Linked DNA regions of Gossypium hirsutum: region 1 is linked to region 2. The links are chromatin contacts, called in public Hi-C maps. All regions are on one chromosome and are shown on one strand. Each heading gives the region's core, a stretch centred on a gene start, on an enhancer-like site or on the middle of the called end of the contact. The rest is flanking DNA. Distances are from core to core; before and after follow the strand shown.

Region 1 (3,541 bases), core at 432-2,931, 180 kb before region 2:
ATTATAACAGAAAATCATACGAGGTTTAATTTTTAACAAAATTGGAAGAGTCACAAATAGTCTCATTTAAAACTCAAGTTCTTAAATAGAATATTCCTACAAATTAATTTGATGAGATTCAACAAATTATGCATATATCCTCTAACACTACCAAAAAAAATTACAAATTTTAGGATAATTAAAAGGTGAAGAAACCACCTCTATTTATAGTAATACAAACACTCCTCACCTTTGTATTTTTTAAATGCAACACATTATTAATTACATAGCCAGATATATTTTAAAAACCTAAAGATCAATCTACCCCTCCCAAAAGTTATAACCGCAACCCTTAAACTAGATTCTCAACTAGTGTAGTTAAGACTTGAAACCCAATAAACTTTCACAGTTTTTTAATATATACAATTGAATAACTTAACAATAAAAAAAATTGGAAGAGTTGTTAAATTAGCTTACTAATGCCTTTTGGCCTTATTGATGCCCTACTACATTTCAATCTTTAATGAAAGTTTTTCTTTTATTTGTATTATTGAGGTGGGAGAAAAAGTCTATTTGAAGATCCAACCTTACAAGCAAACTACACTAGCTTTTAAGAAGCAGCTTAAGCTTTCTTTCAAGTGCTTTTGCCCTTATTCTATAATTACCAAAGTGGGGTCAATAGTTTATAAGCTCAAATTACCAAATAGTGCTAAAATCCATAATGTGTTTTATGTTATCTCCTAAAAAAGAAAAAAAAAAAAACTCTAGGTTGCTGGTGATGGGCAACCCCTTGTGTACCTAGTTGTCATATTGGACAAGAGAATAACTAAAAGGGGAAACAATGTAGGACAATCCAAGACCATAACAATGAACCAAGGAGTTAGGCAAAGGGGATTACTACTCAAATTCACATGCACCAAGAGACAAATTATTGAAGAATGAAGGACGCAACTGGAATGTTGAGCTGGCATAATACAAAGTAGCTGTATAGGAAATTTGTTAAGCTTAGGTCATAGTTGTTGGTTATTGGTTTATGTAATTTGTAGTTATAGACCTCACTATTTATGCGTGACTATATGTGAAAATAAGCTTTATGAAATGAAATTATTAAAGGAAAAACTCTACCTTTTTTCTTCTTTCCTTCTCTGGTCTCATATCATCTTCTTTCTTCCATAACACTAACTGGAGTTTATTTTTTCTGCAGCAATACAAAGCTAAAATTCAATTAAAACAATGAGCAATTGATCACTTATATCAACAAAATGAAGTCCTATCCCTATTACAATGAAGGACCATGGAACAATAAAAAATCAAGGTTAAGATAAGTAAGGTTGGAGTGATCTTACCAAGTTCTTGAAGCTTTTAAGGAGAATTTGTTGGTTTAAGAGGGAAAAAAGGGAAAAACATTAATGAAGGTGAAAATTTGAAAGAAAATTTTTTCAACTCAAGCTTTTTTTAGCATGAATTAGTTATTTTGAAAAACACTACAAAACTAACAATAGCATTTTGGTTTGACTTGAGTTTTTAGAATTTTTAACTGATCACTTTAGAATTAGCATATTAGTATCTTATTAGAAGACTTGTTCTGATTTTTTAATAAGATTCTTAGAATCATCTGTTAATAGTCAAGATGGCCGAGTTGGTCTAAGGCGCTAGTTTCAGGTACTAGTCCGAAAGGGCATGGGTTCGAATCCCATTCTTGACAAAAATAAATTTTTACACTTTTTTATCATATTAGAAACGGGGCTTCCTATTTTTTATCATATTGATGCTTGCTGAATTTATGTGTTCGAATCCCATTCTTGACAAAAATAAATTTTTACACTTTTTTATCATATTAGAAACGGGGCTTCCTATTTTTTATCATATTGATGCTTGCTGAATTTATGTGTAGTGTTGGGCCAAACTAAATAGTCAGACTTGGAGCAAGTGTTTGAAGAGCCCGCAACTGCCAATCCTAATCCCAAAGTTCTTCCAACCACAATGAGTGGGATCCTTGTTTCAACCAAACACCCATATGAAACCATGTTAATGTCGGTTGCAATTAGCAGTTAAACCCCCCACAAAACAACAGTAGCCATACCGGAGCTGGAAAGTGAAAAAAGCCTCTTGGTTTTTGCCTTTCAAGGGTCTCTCAACCCAGCAGTAGCCATGGGAGTGAGCTTGGAAGGACAGAAGGTGATAATGGTACCATACATGGAAGCACATGTCCCAAAGTACCACCTCTGGATGCAAGACCCTGCTCTCCTTCAAGCCACCGGATCAGAGCCCCTCTCCCTCCAACAGGAATACGATATGCAGCTCTCCTGGAACCAAGACCCTCTCAGTTCTTCTCTCTCTCTTTTACTTCCTTTTCTGATTGTTTATACCAATTTCTCAATTGGGTTTTCTTCTTCTTTAATTTAATGATTAAGCTTGGTTTTCAACAGAGAAAACTTTCATTGTTTTGGATAAGGAGATGGTCGGGGAAAAGTTTGTTCATGGAAATCCTCATGTGGAAGGTCACCTCATCTACTACCTTTTTCTTAATTGCACAGAATTTAGTGAAACCCTTTGATTTCTTCAGCGTATTGTTTTGGACTGATATGGAGTTGATGGTAAACGATGATCCAGCCATGGTCGGGGATGTGAATATCTACATGAATGATTTGGATGACCCTCAATTAGCAGAGATTGAAATTATGATAGCTGAACTAAAAAGGTACTTGCTTTGCACTTCTTCACAATCAACAAAATCTATTTCTTAACTGACATCGCTCTCTTTCCTTCATACTTGTGTAATCATTTTGAATCATCAACATGGAATTTCTTGCACTTGATTCCTTTTCTTTCTAAGAATTTGTTGGGTTTGTTGCTTTTCTCTTTTTTTTCTTTTCATTCTGATTAATCATTTATGAGCAAGAGTGCTGTGGAAATTGAGTAATGGTTTAATGTAAATAGAACTTTTACACCATCGTATACAACATATGCTGATGAATACCGACTGTAATTGCCTTATTCATAGGTTTGTTGTCATTGTGTGTGTACAGCAACTGTGTCCCTTTATGTTCTTGGTAGACTCCAGCGCTCAGTTTTCGTAAGATGTTTGTATTGAATGCTTAGATACTTGATGATTCGATAATACAACTCTTGTGAGGAGAAAAGAATAATGAAATGATGGATGTTGACAATTGGCAAATAATTTACATGCATCTCAGATGAAGAAGTTAACTGGCAATTTGGATTCTCATTTCTTGCTGTTATGTGTCATGGCACATATATGCTTTCCTTACTTGTTCAGATGTACTCTCCTTTAAGTGGCTTGGTCATTCTGATATTTGTGTCTGGCTTGGTTTCGATATTTCAAGTTGAGTGTTATTCTAGTCGCATTTTTTAGGATAAAGTTGACGACCTTGTTTTTGCTGTGATAAAATCTACTAGGAAAACAAAACAATGTAGCAAAACTGTAAAGTTGATCTAGATTCCCTTTTAATCTTCTCTTATTTTTCATGCTAGAATAGCCGTGGTAAGGGCCTTGGGAAAGAGTCTGTCCTGATGATGATGGCCTATGCAGTTCAAAACT
Region 2 (3,699 bases), core at 812-3,311:
TAAGCACCACAATTTACCAGTTTTTACAATAAAATTTGAATATTACCATCCAAATCCAAATCCAAAATAAATACGATTATTTACAGGATATGTCAATTAAAAAATTAAAATCTTCAAATATTTTTCTAATATTTAAATCCATAAAATATAAATTCAAATTTGTTAAAATTATTTTACATTTATAAAGTTAAAATTATAAGCATTTTATAACTAATTTATTCAAATATTTAAATTTGAATCTACATCTATTATTCCAATAAACAAGAATTCGATGAATATTTAAGATATAATCTATCTTTACATTAAATTTGCAACTAATAACAATTTTAAAATTTAAATTTGTAAAAAATAAATCAAGTATCCGTGAATATGGAATTCGATTCCCAAACCGTCCTAGCTGCTAGCTAGGCTACTATCTCCAACTAGAGACAAGAGTTTCAAATGTAAAGTAGACGCGGTCTATAATCTATTCAAAGTTTCTAGTATCTTTCACTTTCACGTAATACCAAATTCCCTTCAAAAACACAAGTGGTAGTGTCGTACGTACATTTACGTTGCTTCTCCATGTAGAAAGATCAATTAAAAGAGACTCTGAGCCAATGCTTAATCAATCAATAAATCTTTAAAAAATAAAATTATAATATTTGATTCTATACTGTATATAAAATTATTTATTTTTTGAATACTTTCCCAAAATTTTTAAAAGCTTGAATTATTTAACGAATTGTTTTAATTCATTCATTCAGTAAAGTAATTTAACGATTAATTGTTGACTATTAAATTCATAAGTGAATTTATTAAAATAATTGACTTAATATATATTTGTTATAACAATCTAATTATACAATGGTTTACAAATTTAATTATTTTCTAATTTCCCCAAAGCATGTTGAAAAAGAAAGAGAAGAATTCCAAAATTATTGGTACGACAAAACGAAGCTGTTGGAAAGTTGAGGAGGCCGGTTTACGACTTTGCCCAAAACGACAGCAGCCGCAGTTGAAAACGACACATGGACACAATGTTAAGATGGCGAAGCCGACACGGCATCTGGATTCAGCTACCCCACTTTCCTCCTACTCCATGTTTTCGTCAAACTAAAACTAAACAAAATCTATCTTCTTTTCTTGGATTCAAACTTCACTATCAATTCCATATCTCACTTTATCACATGTAATATTTTTCTTTTTAATTTAATGTTCATACTTAGTCTTATTAATAACTTCATTTTCAAGGTTGAAGTTATATATATATATTTTTTAAGAATACAATGTTCTTAATAATATCATATTTATTTTTTTATACAATGATGATTCCAACTTAAATTATTTTAAAGAAAATAAACACTCAACCAATAGACCATAATTTAAAATTTTCACTATTATATTTGTTACTTATATCATATATTGATTAAAAATTATATCATGTCAACTATATTTAATTCATTTTTTTATTTATATTATTATAATTATTATTAATTCAAATTAGATTTAAATTTTTTAAATTTAAATAAAAAGTGTAAATAAATAACGTTAAATTTAACCAATGATAGTTCGGTCGTTTAACTATAATTTTTTTAGGGTAAACTATAAAGATAGCCATTTAATTATATTTTTTTATTTATTTTAGGCATTCAAACAAATAAAATTTACAGTTTAAATATCCACATTATGTAGTTCGGTCATTTTGGTCACCTCGTTAAAATCACAAAAGACAAGCTAACATGGCAGTTAAAAATCAATATAATAATAAATTTATCCCTCAACTTTTACATATTATATCGATTTAATCATAATTTTAAAAAATTAGCAATCAAAATTTACAAATATTCTCAATTTGATACTAATTCTAAAAAAAATCAAAGGAATATATAAAAATATATAAATATTTTTAAATATATATATAATAAATTTAAATTTTATATTAAAGTTTACATTAATATTAAATAAATATAATTATGTTAATATTAAATAAAATAAAAAAATCCTTCCATTCCATCCCTCTCCCCTTCCCCATCAGACTTGCCCCCACCATCGCCCTGCCTACCTCCCCTCCCTCGAAAAGATCACTGAAACGCAAAGCTATGATCCTGCACATTAGAGTAGATCACAAGGGGAAGCGGGACAGGGGTAGGGACGAGGGGACGGGGACGATTGTAGTGGTGGTGGTGGGGATTTTTATTTTATTTAATATTAATATAAATATTAAAATTATTATTATATTTTGTGAAAAATATTTATTTATTTTTAAATATGTATTTAAAATTTATTATTATATTTTAAAAAAATATTTATGTATTTTTATATATTTCTTTGATTTTTTTAGAATTAAGATCAAATTGAAAACATTTGTAGATTTTGAGGGTTAATTTTTTAAAATTATGACTAAATCGATATAATATGTAAAACTTAGGGCTAAATTTGTTATTATACCAATTTTTTAATCAGCTTGTCATTTGTGATTTTAATAAGAGTGATCAAAATGATCAAACTATGTAATGTGAGTGCTTAAATCACAAACTTTTTATTTTAGATGCCTCAAATGAATTTTTTTTTATAATTGGGTGACTATTTGTATAGTTTACCCTTCTTTTAAAGTCAAACACGTTCGTTTATTTATTGTTTTTAAGGATTTCTTTTTCTCTCTTTTGTAAAGAACAATTCAAGGATTTTGCGATGAAAGCTCTCGGTTCCAATGAGAAAGTGATGCAATGGGTGTTCAATTCCATTGTGGAGAAGCTGATAGTAAGGGATGATGCTCTCGATGTTATGGTGTCGACTTCGAAAGAACATATTGAAGAGCTCAAAGGGGGGCTCATTATTTGCAAAACTTCTTTGGGTAATGGGGTGTTGGTTGCGACACCCAAGCTTGTGGTGAAGGCTCTCAGTTCCAAAGTGAAAGCGATGCAATGGGTGTTCAATTCCATTGTGGATAAGCTGACAGTAAGGGATGATGCTCTCGATGTTGTGGTGTCGACTTCGAAGGAACAGATTGAGTCAAAGGAGGGCTTATTATTTGCAAAACTTCTTTGGGTAATGGGGTGTTGGTTACGACACCCAAACCTAAGGTGGATGTCTTAAAGCTGAAAGAGTTTAAGGGGATGAGGCTCGCAAGGGATGTGGATAAATTCTTATAGGGGATGGAATAGTAATTTCGCGCGATGGGCATTGAAGATGATGCCACTAAGGTAAATACTAATCTAATTTATTTTACTGGTGTCACTATCTTATGGTGGCATCATAGGTCCACAGATGGGAAACGCGGTGGGACTACACTTGGGATATGAGAGGAGTTTGAAAAATATTTGAAGCAGTTTTACCCATATTATGTTAAGGAGGAGGCTCGAGATAAGCTGCACCATTTTATGAAACAAGGTACTATTTAGGAGTATTTTAAAGACTTTAGTAAATTAATGCTTCAAATCTCTGACTTGAGTGAGAAAGAGACATTATACTGGTTCTAAGATGGGTTAAAGCCTTCAGCGAAGTAAGAGTTGTGTCGACTAGGGGTCAAAAAGCTTACCAAAGCCATGGCCAAGCAAAAACCTTATCAAGCTTGGTATGAGGAAAGACAAGTTTGAATTTTCCAAGCCTAAAAGAAACAAGCAATGGTGGGGGAGACCATGAGAAAGAATAGGATAAAAATGACAACAGCGACAATGGTAAGATTGGTGGTAATGGGAAACCGCAGAATTGTTGAGA

Evidence for each region. A called contact is a pair of places that touch in the nucleus more often than the background predicts.
Region 1: a contact with region 2 is called in a Hi-C map of leaf, with 2.0 times the contacts expected there. The contact joins the promoter of LOC107952802 here to the enhancer-like site in region 2. A contact is called at or near these places in 2 of 34 Hi-C or Micro-C datasets (both in leaf).

The regions. Positions count from the first base shown.
Region 1 is chrA07:64,616,495-64,620,035 of Gossypium_hirsutum_v2.1, reverse strand. It overlaps LOC107952802 (N-acetyltransferase 9-like protein), which reads left to right and starts at 1,681. Exons shown (of 6, transcript XM_016887981.2): 1 at 1,681-2,305; 2 at 2,409-2,480; 3 at 2,593-2,680; 4 at 3,480-3,541. The coding sequence starts at 2,131. TRNAL-CAG (transfer RNA leucine (anticodon CAG)) reads left to right here and starts at 1,604; the gene lies at 1,604-1,684.
Region 2 is chrA07:64,434,208-64,437,906 of Gossypium_hirsutum_v2.1, reverse strand. No RefSeq gene overlaps it. Among protein-coding and RNA genes, the nearest start is that of LOC121204345, 16 kb to the left of the region's middle. Within about 2 kb of position 2,061, at least 3 of the 9 cell types and tissues checked have an H3K27ac peak or open chromatin away from gene starts, as enhancers often do. A contact at or near this core is called in leaf, where this site is marked.